2 separate regions of the Mus musculus genome follow, and region 2 is linked to region 1. Evidence: chromatin contacts called from public Hi-C data. All regions are on one chromosome and are shown on one strand. The core of a region is the stretch at or near the end of the contact, and the rest is flanking DNA. Distances in the headings are between cores, read along the strand shown.

Evidence for each region. Hi-C and Micro-C count contacts between places; a contact is called where the count stands out from the background.
Region 2: a Hi-C map of the N1E-115 cell line shows a contact between it and region 1, with 6 times the contacts expected there. The contact joins the enhancer-like site here to the promoter of Cacna1i in region 1. A contact is called at or near these places in 7 of 39 promoter capture datasets (the 3T3-L1 cell line, embryonic stem cells, epiblast stem cells and 3 more), 2 of 15 datasets of contacts at CTCF or cohesin (the NIH/3T3 cell line and large pre-B cells), 8 of 484 Hi-C or Micro-C datasets (B cells, the N1E-115 cell line, Th17 cells and 3 more), 5 of 115 datasets of contacts at active chromatin or transcription factors (embryonic stem cells, forebrain and neural progenitor cells) and 5 of 9 other capture datasets (adipose tissue, embryonic stem cells, liver and 2 more).

The regions. Positions count from the first base shown.
Region 1 is chr15:80,285,062-80,290,717 of GRCm38.p6, forward strand. It overlaps Cacna1i (calcium channel, voltage-dependent, alpha 1I subunit), which reads left to right and starts at 2,177. Exons shown (of 37, transcript NM_001044308.2): 1 at 2,177-2,716. Gm31319 (a long non-coding RNA gene) reads right to left here and starts at 4,670. Exons shown (of 2, transcript XR_384257.3): 1 at 4,449-4,670; 2 at 2,807-3,351.
Region 2 is chr15:80,358,502-80,364,074 of GRCm38.p6, forward strand. Cacna1i (calcium channel, voltage-dependent, alpha 1I subunit) reads left to right here. Exons shown (of 37, transcript NM_001044308.2): 9 at 286-598; 10 at 3,362-3,771. Among named protein-coding and RNA genes, the nearest start is that of Gm41363, 39 kb to the right of the region's middle. Within about 2 kb of position 4,125, at least 14 of the 459 cell types and tissues checked have an H3K27ac peak or open chromatin away from gene starts, as enhancers often do. A contact at or near this core is called in the N1E-115 cell line, where this site is marked.

The sequences.
Region 1 (5,656 bases), core at 927-3,426:
CGCTGGCCAGAGCCGGGCATACCTGCACCTACTCCTGCCTCCTCGGTGTTTGCCCTTTCCCTTGCCCCATACATCTCTGACTCAGTCCTGCATAGCTTCTGTGGTCCAGTTCATGTGTCTCACCTCTGATGAGCCATTCTTGGAACCCACTGTGATCTGAAGCCCTCCTGTCCAACCTGGGGACCTCTGGTTGGCTGGCTGGTTCAATTCACACTACAGGAGGCCTCCTAACTTACCACACATTCCCTGGGAGTCTTTTTATAAAAATTGTCTCACCTCCGCAGTCTGGCCCCTCTGCCAGAACAACTGGTTCCTGGGGCATTTGCTACATTTTTTCCTCCTGGAGCCCAAGCCTCATGAAGAGACCCCACCACACACTCTCCATGGAAGTCGGAAGGGCCAGACAGGGTGGCCCATCTTGCAAGGGGGGTAATGATAGTGGGGAGCTGGTTAGTTTTTGTTAACTATTTTTAAAAAGATTTATTTTATTATTCATTTTATGTATGTGAGTTCACTGTTGCTCTCCTCAGACACAGCAGAAGAGGGCATCGGATCCCATTACAGATGGGTGGGAGCCACCATGTGGTTGCTGGGAATTGAACTCAGGATCTCTGAAGAGCAGTCAGTGCTCTTAATTGTTGAGCCATCTCTCCAACTTGTTTTGTTTGTTTTGTTTTGTTTTGTTTTGTTTTGTTTTGTTTTGTTTTTCAGCTCTCCCCCACCAATCCCCTCCCCTTCTCCCTTTTGCTCTGGCCCCCACTTGCTCTGGCTATCCAGCCTGGTTTTTGTCAACTTGACACAAACTAGAGACACCTAGAAGGAGGAGAGCTCAGGTGAGGAACTGCTTCCTTAGATTGGCCTGCGGACACAGCTGTGGGCTGTTTTCTGGATTAACCGAAACCCGCTGTGGTACCACCCCTGGATAAGTGGTCCTGGGTTGTATAAGAAAGCAAGCTAAGCAAGCCACCAGGAACAAGTCAGGAAGCAGCAGCCCTCTGGTAGCCTCTGCTTCAGTCCCTGCCTCCAGCTTCCTGCATGATGGCTGCTTAAAGCCCAATAAACCCTTTCCTCCCAGAGTTGCTGTTGGTCAATGTCCTACCATTCCAGCAGCAGAAAGCTAAGACAAACTGACAGTGGGTATGGACCGGGGAGCACCCACTTCATACATGGGGCGGCTGCTCTCCAGCAGAGCGACCTCTGGCTTAAGGCTCATCTCTAGTCTCAAGTTTTGTTGACAGCAAAATGAGGTGCCCTGTTCCAGGGTCCCAGGGAAAACAAGCAGTTGATTGGCATTTGGCAGGATCTCGATACCTTTAATCTGCTTATATACATAGGAACCAATGAAAAGGGCTCACAATCCTGCACACTCCTTCCTGGAGTCTATAACCCATGCAGGGGGGAGGTGGGGCTACCTGGTAAGAGGGCTGGGATTGGGGAGTTGGTGCTGCAGAAAACAAGAGAGATGGGTGCCCATTTCATGGTCTCTCAGCTGCCCAGGGGTGAGGTGGAAGATTGACCTTGCAGCTGGGTAAAGATGGGCATCTGCTCACCTCGTGGACGGGAGGGGGGCGTGTAGGTCACTCAGAAGCTTTTAAAAGGAGGTAGGATTTTCCTTTTCTTTTTTTGAGATTGGGTTCTCATTATGTAGGCCTGGAACTGGCTTTATGGACTAAGGATAATCTCGAATTTAAAGGTCTGCCTGCTTCTTCTGGGATTACAGGCATGCAACGGCCACTGCTGGTGGTCTTTTGCGTCCATCTTGAAGGGCAGGAAGAAGTGGGACCAGAATGGGAAGCTTGGTGGGAACTTGGGTTTCTGAACGACCTTTGGAGACCGGTTCGAGCATTATGCTGGTGACCCCCTCATTGGGCAGTGGAGCAAGCACCCCAACAGGAAGCCCAGTGAGAATCCGAAGTGTAACAAGACCAATAAGCGTTAGGCACCTGGGCTGCTCATTCAAAGGCTCTCCCGTTTTTACGCATGATGGACAAAGCCCAGGGCCAAAAGGGTCAGGACCCTCCCCAGCGGTGCGACCCTAAATTGTTAGGAGGTGGCTGCACTCCCGGGGGCTCCCGCCTCTCCGGAGGGGACTCAGTCGCGCCACCGTCACTCAGTCTGTCGCCCGCACACCTCCCCCTCCAGCGCCCCGAGCCTGCAGCTTTCCCCGAAGACATTTGGTGTCAGTATAAGGACGGCTTTTCCTCGCACGCGGCGCGGCTCGGTCTCGCCGCCGCCGCACGTCCCCGCACCGCCTGGCGCTCCGGCTCCTCCGCAGCCCCCGTCGCGCGCAGCCCCTTTGCGCCTCGAGTCCGGGCCGGGGGCGCCAGGGGCGCCGAAGCCGGGGACCCGGGTGACCCGACCCCGCGCTCCGCCGCGCCTGCCGCCCCGCACCTGCCCTGCCGCGGCCCCGCGCCCCCGCCCCCGGCCCGGAGCGCCGCGCGCCCGCCGCCCGCCGCGCGCTCCAACTCCGCGCGGTCCGCCGCTCGTCCGCGCCACCCGCCCCGAGCCGCGGCGACCCGCCCGCCATGGCCCGCGCCCCCGGGCCCGCCACCCTGCGTGCGCCGCCCCCCTCGCCCCGGGGGCGCAGCTGATCCCGGAATCTGAGGCGTGGGGCCGGCGGGGCGCGGGGTCCCTCTCCACGCCGGCTTCGGGGACACGCGTCACCCCCGCATCTCTGCCCGGGACGACCCCGCTGCCCAGCCACGTCCATGCCAAGGTAGGGGAGGCAGTGACGGTGGAGGGGGAAGGAGAGGCTCAGCCCCCAGCTTGGTTTCTTGGCGCGTCGGGCTCTTTCTTTATAGAGGCGTTTTTGTTTGTTTATTTATTTATTTATTATTTCTGGGGACTGATCCCCCTCACCCGCCCGCGCGTACCCATCAGGTGGGCGTCACATCCCTTGCTTGGGGGGTGGGGTGGGGGCCCTGCGTTGGAAGGACAGGGAACTTTGACCGGGGCCCCTCTCCAAGGCCACGAAAGTTCTCTTGGTGCCAATACTGAAACCCAAAGCCGGCTCAACCAGCGCTGCAGAAATTTATTCAACAAGTCAGGCTGCTGGCGGGGGCCCGGGCGGTCTGTCCGTCCGTCCTGCTGTCCCTCTGCTGCGGCTCTGCGACCAGCTGGATCAGAGCTGGTGCCAGTGTCCGGCAGGGCTGAGCTAGGAGCGTTAGCTAGAGACGGAGGACGGCGGGCGGGATTGAGTGAGAGAACCCCGGGCAGGGTTTAACTTTCCTCCAGGCCGGGTGGTGGAGGGCCCTTCCTTCGCCAGTCACCCTAGGCGCCCACCTAGGTCGCGCTGCATGAAGCCAGGTCGGGTTGGAGCGGGCAGTCCAAGGGGCCAAGAGGAGTCCTCAGCTGCCAGGGAGAAGGTTATATAATGAGTGTTTGTGATGATTGGGATTTAATTGTCTGTTGGATGGTGTGTGTGGAGTGAAGGGGCAAGAGGGCTCAGCAGGGGGTGGGTAGATCTCTTTTCTGGGAGGTCAGGAAGCCTGGGGGAGGGGGCTCAGAAATAGGCCCAGCGGAGACAGCGGCCAGCCCCTGTGCTCTGTCCTTTCTCAGCAGGATCTTAGGTTTTTGAGAGGAGATCGGGGTCCAAGGAGAGACCCCTGAATGTATTCTGGCCTGTGGAGTCTGGGTTTTGAGTTGTATGCATGTGTGTAGGTGTGAGTGCATGCGTGTGTGTGTGTGTGTGTGTGTGTGTGTGTATGACAGAAAAAAGGAGAGAGGCAGAGAGAGAGAGAGAGAGAGAGAGAGAGAGAGAGAGAGAGAGCCTGCCTCTCTGTGTCTGCGTAGTGTGACAGGGTCTGCTTCGCATGTGACTGCCGTCCTAGAATGGAGGGCTCAGGCTGGCCTGAGCAGTCCTTTCCTCATTGCTCATTGTGTGGGAGATTTGTCTCTGCAGATTCTACCACTGCCTGCAGACTCAAATGCCACACACAAGGAAGGGTATGGGTCCCAGGGCCAGGCTGGGGAAAAGGTTTGCTGAGGGGGTTCAGGCCTGTCTTCTGGTTCTCACTCACTAAACTGGAATCACTTCGTGAATCAACATCCGGACTCAGCTTCAAGGACTCCTTCAAAACTCTTGTCCACCCCTCGGGACAAACTTTCTGTTTGGGCTCCAAGTCCTGGGCCTGGGCAGTAGTGGTTTCCAGGCACGGGGTATCAGTGGGTGAGATGTCAGGATGGGATAGGAAGATATGAGCTAGAACTAAGCTTGGGGCAGCAGATTAGGGGTGGATGAAGAGACAAGAAGGGGACCCTGCGCTGGCCTGGCACCCAACTGGAGAACCTTCCATAACCGTAGAAGGCCTGAGGGAATCACTACGGCTGCTCAGAGCAGTGCCTGCGAGCAGGAGGCTCCTCAGGCAGCTAGAACAGTTTGGGGGAGGGGCTAAAAGCCTGTCTGGAGGCCCCTCTTTCCCTCGACTGAAGTTCTCTACCCTTCTTACCTGAGTTCCTGTCTAACCTCCTTGTCTGCCTTCCCCACTTGGCTCTTGAATCAATAGCTTCTGCAAGACTGGACCAGTGAGGGTATCTTCTAAGTCCGCCAGGGGGCGCCGGCAAGTCTTTATCCCCGCAGGTTGACTCCCCTTGACCTTGGGCAAGTGGGTGGGGTTTTGCTGTAGGAACCTCCCGCTCACTCCTCCACCCTAGTCGACTCTCCACCATAGAGGACTTGCTTGTCATTCACCCATCCTGGGAAGCGGCTACTGCAAGCGGTACCCTAAAACCTCCAAGTGCTTCTGAACTCAAGAGACGTGCTCAGAACACACAGTCTGGCCACATCTCCTGCTCTGTCCCTACCGTTCATCCCCATACCCCAAGTGCAGCTCCCAGGACAGACTCTGGGCCGTGCCCTTCCCCCACAGAGGCCACCCCCAGCAGATTAGAGCTCTCTTGCCGAGGTGATGATAAAGGCTGGTGCGGTTTCACTGCCTCTCATCATTGTCTTGTTCTCCGACTCCCCAGCACTGCATTTAGGATGCTTCAAAACGGCCTGCAAAGAGTAGATGCTGGGTTGGGGTGTGTGTATGTGTGTGTGTGTGTGTGTGTGTAGGTCTAGAGGAGGGGAGATCAGGGCCCATTTCCCACCCTTGGTTTTGGCTCCTCCATCCCTTCTCCCCCCCCCCCCCTCTTTCCCCCACTTCATCTCTTCCCTCCCTCTCTCCTTTCTGGAGAATATTTTCTACCCACATGTTCCCGGAGTGTGCCTTGTGTAGTGCCCTCTGTTCACCCTGGTGTTAGGTCTGGGCTGGGACTCCACAGCTGTGTGGGCGCAGGCTCCTGTGTGAGCATCTGGGAATCCCTGGTCTGCAGGCCTGTGGGTCCTGAAATCTGAGAGATGCGGGGCAAGCCTTCCTCATCCTAAGCTGCCAGCCAGAGAAGAGAAGAAAAATAAACCTGGATTTCTGATTTAGTAAAGCACCTACTGAGTGCCAGGCCTCATTCTGGTCGCTAGAACCCAGAGGTGAGAGAAGGGAGCAGGCCAAATGGGCCTTCTAGGGGGGCTTCAATGCCTTAGGCAGGGTCTGGTTTCCTTGCTGAGGTCATTGTGGAGACAGAGCTGCACATCTCCATATTCTCCTGTGCTCTGGGTGTGAGAATTGGGCTCTGGATGGCTCACGGGGGTGTTGGACACGTGGTCATTGGGCACCCC
Region 2 (5,573 bases), core at 2,875-5,374, 75 kb after region 1:
TGTCTTTGACTCTCTGTACCCTGGTTGTCCTCTGTCTTGCTGTCTTTCTTTCTGCTCCATCTTCTTCCCTCTCCTCTGCATCGCTGATCTGTCCCCTCCCCTTCCCCTCCTCCCATTTCTCCTGTCTTTCTCTGGCTTCCCTCTCTGTCTCCTGCTCTTGCTAACTCTTTCTCCATCTCTTTGTCCCCTTCTCCCATGCCACCCCCCTCTTGCTGGTTCTACCCCTCTGTCTCCTTATCTGTCCCCACTGTCCCTGTTCCTGTCCTTTCCTCCTGTTGGTTACAGGTGGGCTCCTTCTTCATGATCAACCTGTGCCTCGTTGTCATAGCGACCCAGTTCTCTGAGACCAAGCAACGGGAGCACCGGCTGATGCTGGAGCAACGCCAGCGCTACCTGTCCTCCAGCACGGTGGCCAGTTACGCCGAGCCCGGCGACTGCTATGAGGAGATCTTCCAATATGTCTGTCACATCCTTCGCAAGGCCAAGCGCCGTGCTCTAGGCCTCTACCAGGCCCTGCAGAACCGGCGCCAGGCCACGGGCCCCGGGACACCAGCCCCTGCCAAGCCTGGGCCCCATGCCAAGGAGCCCAGCCACTGCAGTAAGTGGCCTTGACTCTGCAGCTCATGTGCCATGACGTGGGGGTCTCAGAATGGCAATAGTGCAAGTGGGTCATGCCTGCTAGAACAGGAACTGTCCATATCAGTCAGAGGTGGGATCCCAAGGGTTCACTTCAGGCCATACTGCTTCCTTCATGGCCCATTGGAACTCATCTGCTTCACTCACTTCTTGCCACCATCTCTGTCCAGCCTGTGTGGGCTCATTCTCTCCCCGGAGAAATTCTTCCAAGTTTTGCAGGCAAACCAGGGCACCATTCCCTCGAACCTATACTTAAAAGGCAAGCGATTATTTCAGAGCTTTGCAAGACTAGCCTCCCTCTTTGTGGGTACACATGTCATCTTTCACTCTGGCTCCCATGGCTGTCCCTGCTTACCAGCACACCTGAGTAGTGACATCAGGTCCCTGGCACATGGGACAGTATATACCATGTCACATTGGGACCCTTGTCTACATACTCTGCTCCTGCCTCCTGTTTGAGTGGTGCTAGGTTGTTTATGTAAGTTTAGTGTTTAGCTTAGAAAGGATGCTCTCTGGGATGGGTCTATAGTGCAGTTGCTAGTGTGCTTGCAGAGCATGCTTGAAAACTCTAGTTCAAGTACCAGCATGGTGGTAATCCTGGGGCTTGGGACATAGAGTAGGAGGATCAGAAGTTCAAGGGTATCCTTAGCTATATAGTGAGTTTAAGACTAGTGTGTGCTCCATGAGACCCTGTTGCAAGGAGGGAGGAAGAGAAGGAGAGAGGGAGAGAGGGAGAGAGGGAGAGAGGGAGAGAGGGAGAGAGGGAGAGAGGGAGAGAGGGAGAGAGGGAGAGAGGGAGGGAGGGAGAGGGGAGAGGAGAGGAGAGGAGAGAGAAGAGAGAGAGAGAGAGAGAGAGAGAGAGAGAGATTCCTTAGCCTGCTTCTTTCAAGAAATAGCCCTGAGAAAGAGGCAGACTAGAAATCATGTCTCCAGTTTTCAGATGGGAAACCAAGGCCCAAGGAGATGAGAGAGTCACTTAAGTGGTCCAGTGTGTCTGTGTAAGACTCGGTCATATGGAATGTCAGAGGTGGCCTTTTCTCCAGAGTGTTTGTCTCTAGCTGCAAATGCACAAAACCCTAAGAGGAGACAACCCAGAGCTCCCAGGAGCTCTGCTTTCTCCTCGCTACTATAGAGAAGTTATCAGGCCCCAGGACTGTTCCTCAAAGCAGCTGTGGAACATGGCATGTCCTGTTCCCCTTGATCACCCTGGTGGGGCCTCCTGTCTCCCCCTTCCAGGGCAGGGCTCAAGGATTCTATTAGTTTGTGCCTGTGATTGACAGTTGTTGTCTGAGGCCCTGGCTAGTGGACTCCATGCTCCTAGCTGTCATAACCTGTCAATCAGAGAGACCAGCAAAGATCAGACAGTTGTCCACTGTTGTTAGTTGTCCACTAGTCATCTAGATGTGGTTCCAGGCGGCCTGTGGGCTTGGCCTAGCAGTGAAGAGGAGAGCTGGGGTCTGGGCAAGGCTAGTTCTTCCCTTCCTAAGGATGTGGACATAGGGACAGCTTCTTGGAATGCTGTGAAGGGAAATTTTATACTTTTTAGTCCACCGACTTCTCAGGCCTCCATCCCATCTCTTTTCCTGGGTCGAGTGTTAATGCAGTCTGAGAAGGAAGGGCTTTGGTCCTCCATGGCTGGAGTAGGATGACCCAGGTATCTGGTTGCTTTGCCGTGCTCAGAGGCCTGTGTAGGAAAGTGCAGGCTTTCCCACTTCTCTTCCTTTACTGTTTTTTCCCCCTCTCTTATTCAAGCAAAATGTGTTTATGTTACTATAATATAGGGAAGTGCAAAGAAGAAACCAGCCAGGCAGTGGTGGCACACACCTTCAATCCCAGCACTTGGGGAGGCAGAGGCAGGCAGATCTCTAAGGCCAGCCTGGACTACAGAGTGAGTTCCAGGATAGTCAGGGCTACACAGAGAAAAACTTAAAATTAAGAGAAATTAAAGAAGAAAAGCAGCAGCAGCAGAAGAAGAAGAAGGAAGAGGAGGTGGAGGAGGAGAAGGCAGAGGAGGAGGAGAAGGCAGAGGAAGAGGAGGAGGAGGAGGAGGAGAAGGAGGAGAAGGAAAAGAAGAAAAGAAGAAGAAGAAGAAGAAGAAGAAGAAGAAGAAGAAGAAGAAGAAGAAGAAAGAGGAGGAGAGGAGAGGGAGGAAGAGGAGGTGGAGGAGGAAGAGGAGGAGGAAGAGGAGGAGGAAGAGGAGGAGGAAGAGGAGGAGGAGGAGGAAGAGGAGGAGGAGGAGAAGCCGCCAAACCAGCTACAGGGAACCCTTCCCAACACCTCTTTGAAATGGTTTATACAAATCCAAGGCCAGTTGGGGGTTGAAAGTCTCAGGCCTTATCTGCTGTCACCCTTCCTGTCCCTTGTCCCCAATCTAGCCTGACTCTCACTGTCGTGGGGTGAATTCCTGGGAGCTCCCAGAGTCTGCCTCAGTCCGGTCTTCCCCACTTCACACAGCTGGGCAAAGTAAGGAATGTCAAAGTCATTATAGCTTCCTCCGAGTGGTGTCCACTCTCCATCCAGACCTGCAGTCCCCAGATCCCCATACCTGTGCCTGGGAACATTTGCTGTGTGACAGGTCCAAGGTCAAGGTCAAAGGTGACCAACCATTAGCATGACTGAAGTATGATGAGCCTGTGTGTGGGGTCAGCTTGTTTCACACAGTGTCCCTGGGGGAGGTGGGGACCTAGTTTAGACACTAATGCTGCCCCCCCCATTTGCTTTTCAGAGCTGTGCCCACGACACAGTCCCCTGGACACCACTCCCCACACACTGGTGCAGCCCATCTCTGCCATTCTGGCCTCCGATCCCAGCAGCTGCCCTCGCTGCCAGCACGAGGCAGGCAGGCGGCCCTCTGGCCTGGGCAGCACTGACTCGGGCCAGGAAGGCTCAGGTTCTGGCGGTTCTGCAGAGGCTGAAGCCAATGGCGATGGACCCCAAAGCAGTGAGGATGGGGTCTCCTCAGGTTTGGGGAAGGAGGAGGAACAGGAGGACGGGGCAGCCCGACTGTGTGGGGATGTGTGGCGAGAGACACGGGCCAAGCTGCGGGGCATTGTGGACAGCAAGTACTTCAACAGAGGCATCATGATGGCTATTCTGGTTAACACTGTCAGCATGGGCATCGAGCACCATGAACAGGCAAGTGGGGATACAGGGTTTGGGCTGAGTGGGGGATGGAGAAACAGGCTGGCATGGAGCCCTGGGTTCAGGTTGGGCAAGGGCATACCCAGGTCTCCCTGAGCCTGGCTAGAGTAGAGTCTAACCCTTCCATATGGTTTCAGCACTTTGCCCAAGGCCACATTCAAGGGGTCAAGATGGTCTGAGGTATCTGCAGGGTGAGCGGATTACAACTGAGGCTTGACAGCATAGGACTCAGGGGTTGAGACTCAGGGCCCATTGCTTTTCCTCCTAGGCTGCCTGAAGTCAGCAGTCTATAGGCTACTCCTGGGGTAACAGCCTGTCAGATCCAGGCACCATTTGGAATGACCCAATTCCCTGGCTCCTGTCTGCTAGTCTTTGTTTTTGGAGGCGTGGCTTCCTTGGCCTGTTCTTCAGCCTGGTGGGGCACCCCCACTTGCCAGCTGGCTATGCCCAGCCTACTGACTCGAGGTCCCACAGCTAGCCAGCAGTCTGGTTCGAACCCACTTCCCGTGGCAACATTGATACTCTAGCAGGATTTAGAACCTGGACCCCCTTGGCTTTGGAGTCATCGTAGTTCAGCTAAGCCCTCTCCTGTGCCTGGAGTGGGCCACACTCTTCCTGTCTCTGCTCATTAGCTCACCAAACACAGGCTTCATTCAATTTAGTTAAATGCAGCCCCTGGGGCGGGCACCCGACACTCAGTTGGTACTGCAGGCTTGCCAGCTATTCTGACTTAATTAACAAGATCTTTGGGGAGGGCTGCTGGGTGGGATTTCTGCAGGGGGGAAGCTGGTGAGAGGAGAGGCCTATACTTTGCCTCAAGGCCCTGGACTGTCAGAATGCAGAGACTCAGCAGGGTTTTCGCTCTTGGGGAAAGGCTCTATGGAAAGAGCTGCTTTGGGGCATCTGGCTCTAGTCTCTGCACCCTGCTATACCTGAGTCAGGCACTGTCTCTGGCTTGTTAGAACCAGCTGGTGAGAGCCAGTTTTCTCACACTTGGGAATCTAGCAAGCAGTTGTTAAATAGTTGCTTGCTTGAAACTATTATGGGGTTATGGGGAAAGTGTTTACACCATGGAAATTGGCAGACACTAAAGATCGGGGCTCTTTTGGGTTTACCTGAGCTTCCACTGGTCTCTGAATTCTTGAGACCAAGTCCCCCTCCCAGGCAACACCATAGCCAAGGCAACTCTTCCTTTGCCCTCCTGGCTTGACCTCCAGCCAGTCATGGTCCCCATGTGAGTCTGCTCAGGTTCTCCTCTAGCTCCTGTCCCTTGTACCTGCCACATCCCACTTGAGCAGGCTTGCTTTCCTTAAACATTTGCTTTTGGCCAGACATGGTAGTGCCTACTTTTAATCCCAGCACTCAGAAGCAGAGGCAGGTGGACCTCTGAGTTTGAGGTTAGCCCGGTCTACAGAGCAAGTTCCAGGACAGTCAGGACTACTAAAAGAAACCCTGCCTTGAAACAACAACAAAAACAAACAATAAAACCATTTGTTTAATTACACGTTTACCCATTGAGCACCTCTGTATGGCTGCCAGAGCCTCTTCCCTTGGGACAGCAGAAGTCATGTGATGCTGAAGTCCCCACCCACCTGGAATCCCCACCTGGTTGGAAGAGGCTCTAGTCAGTTGGAGGGTCTCCCCTGATCTCATCTGTAACTTCAACAGAGCGATGTCTTCCCGTAGGGCTACCTTAGGGCTTCCTGGGAACCTACTAAGCCCCAGGCCTAGAGAGAGCAGGGTGTCCCTGAGTCCTCATGTGTGTTTCCTAAGCCAGTGTTAGTCACTGCTTCCTG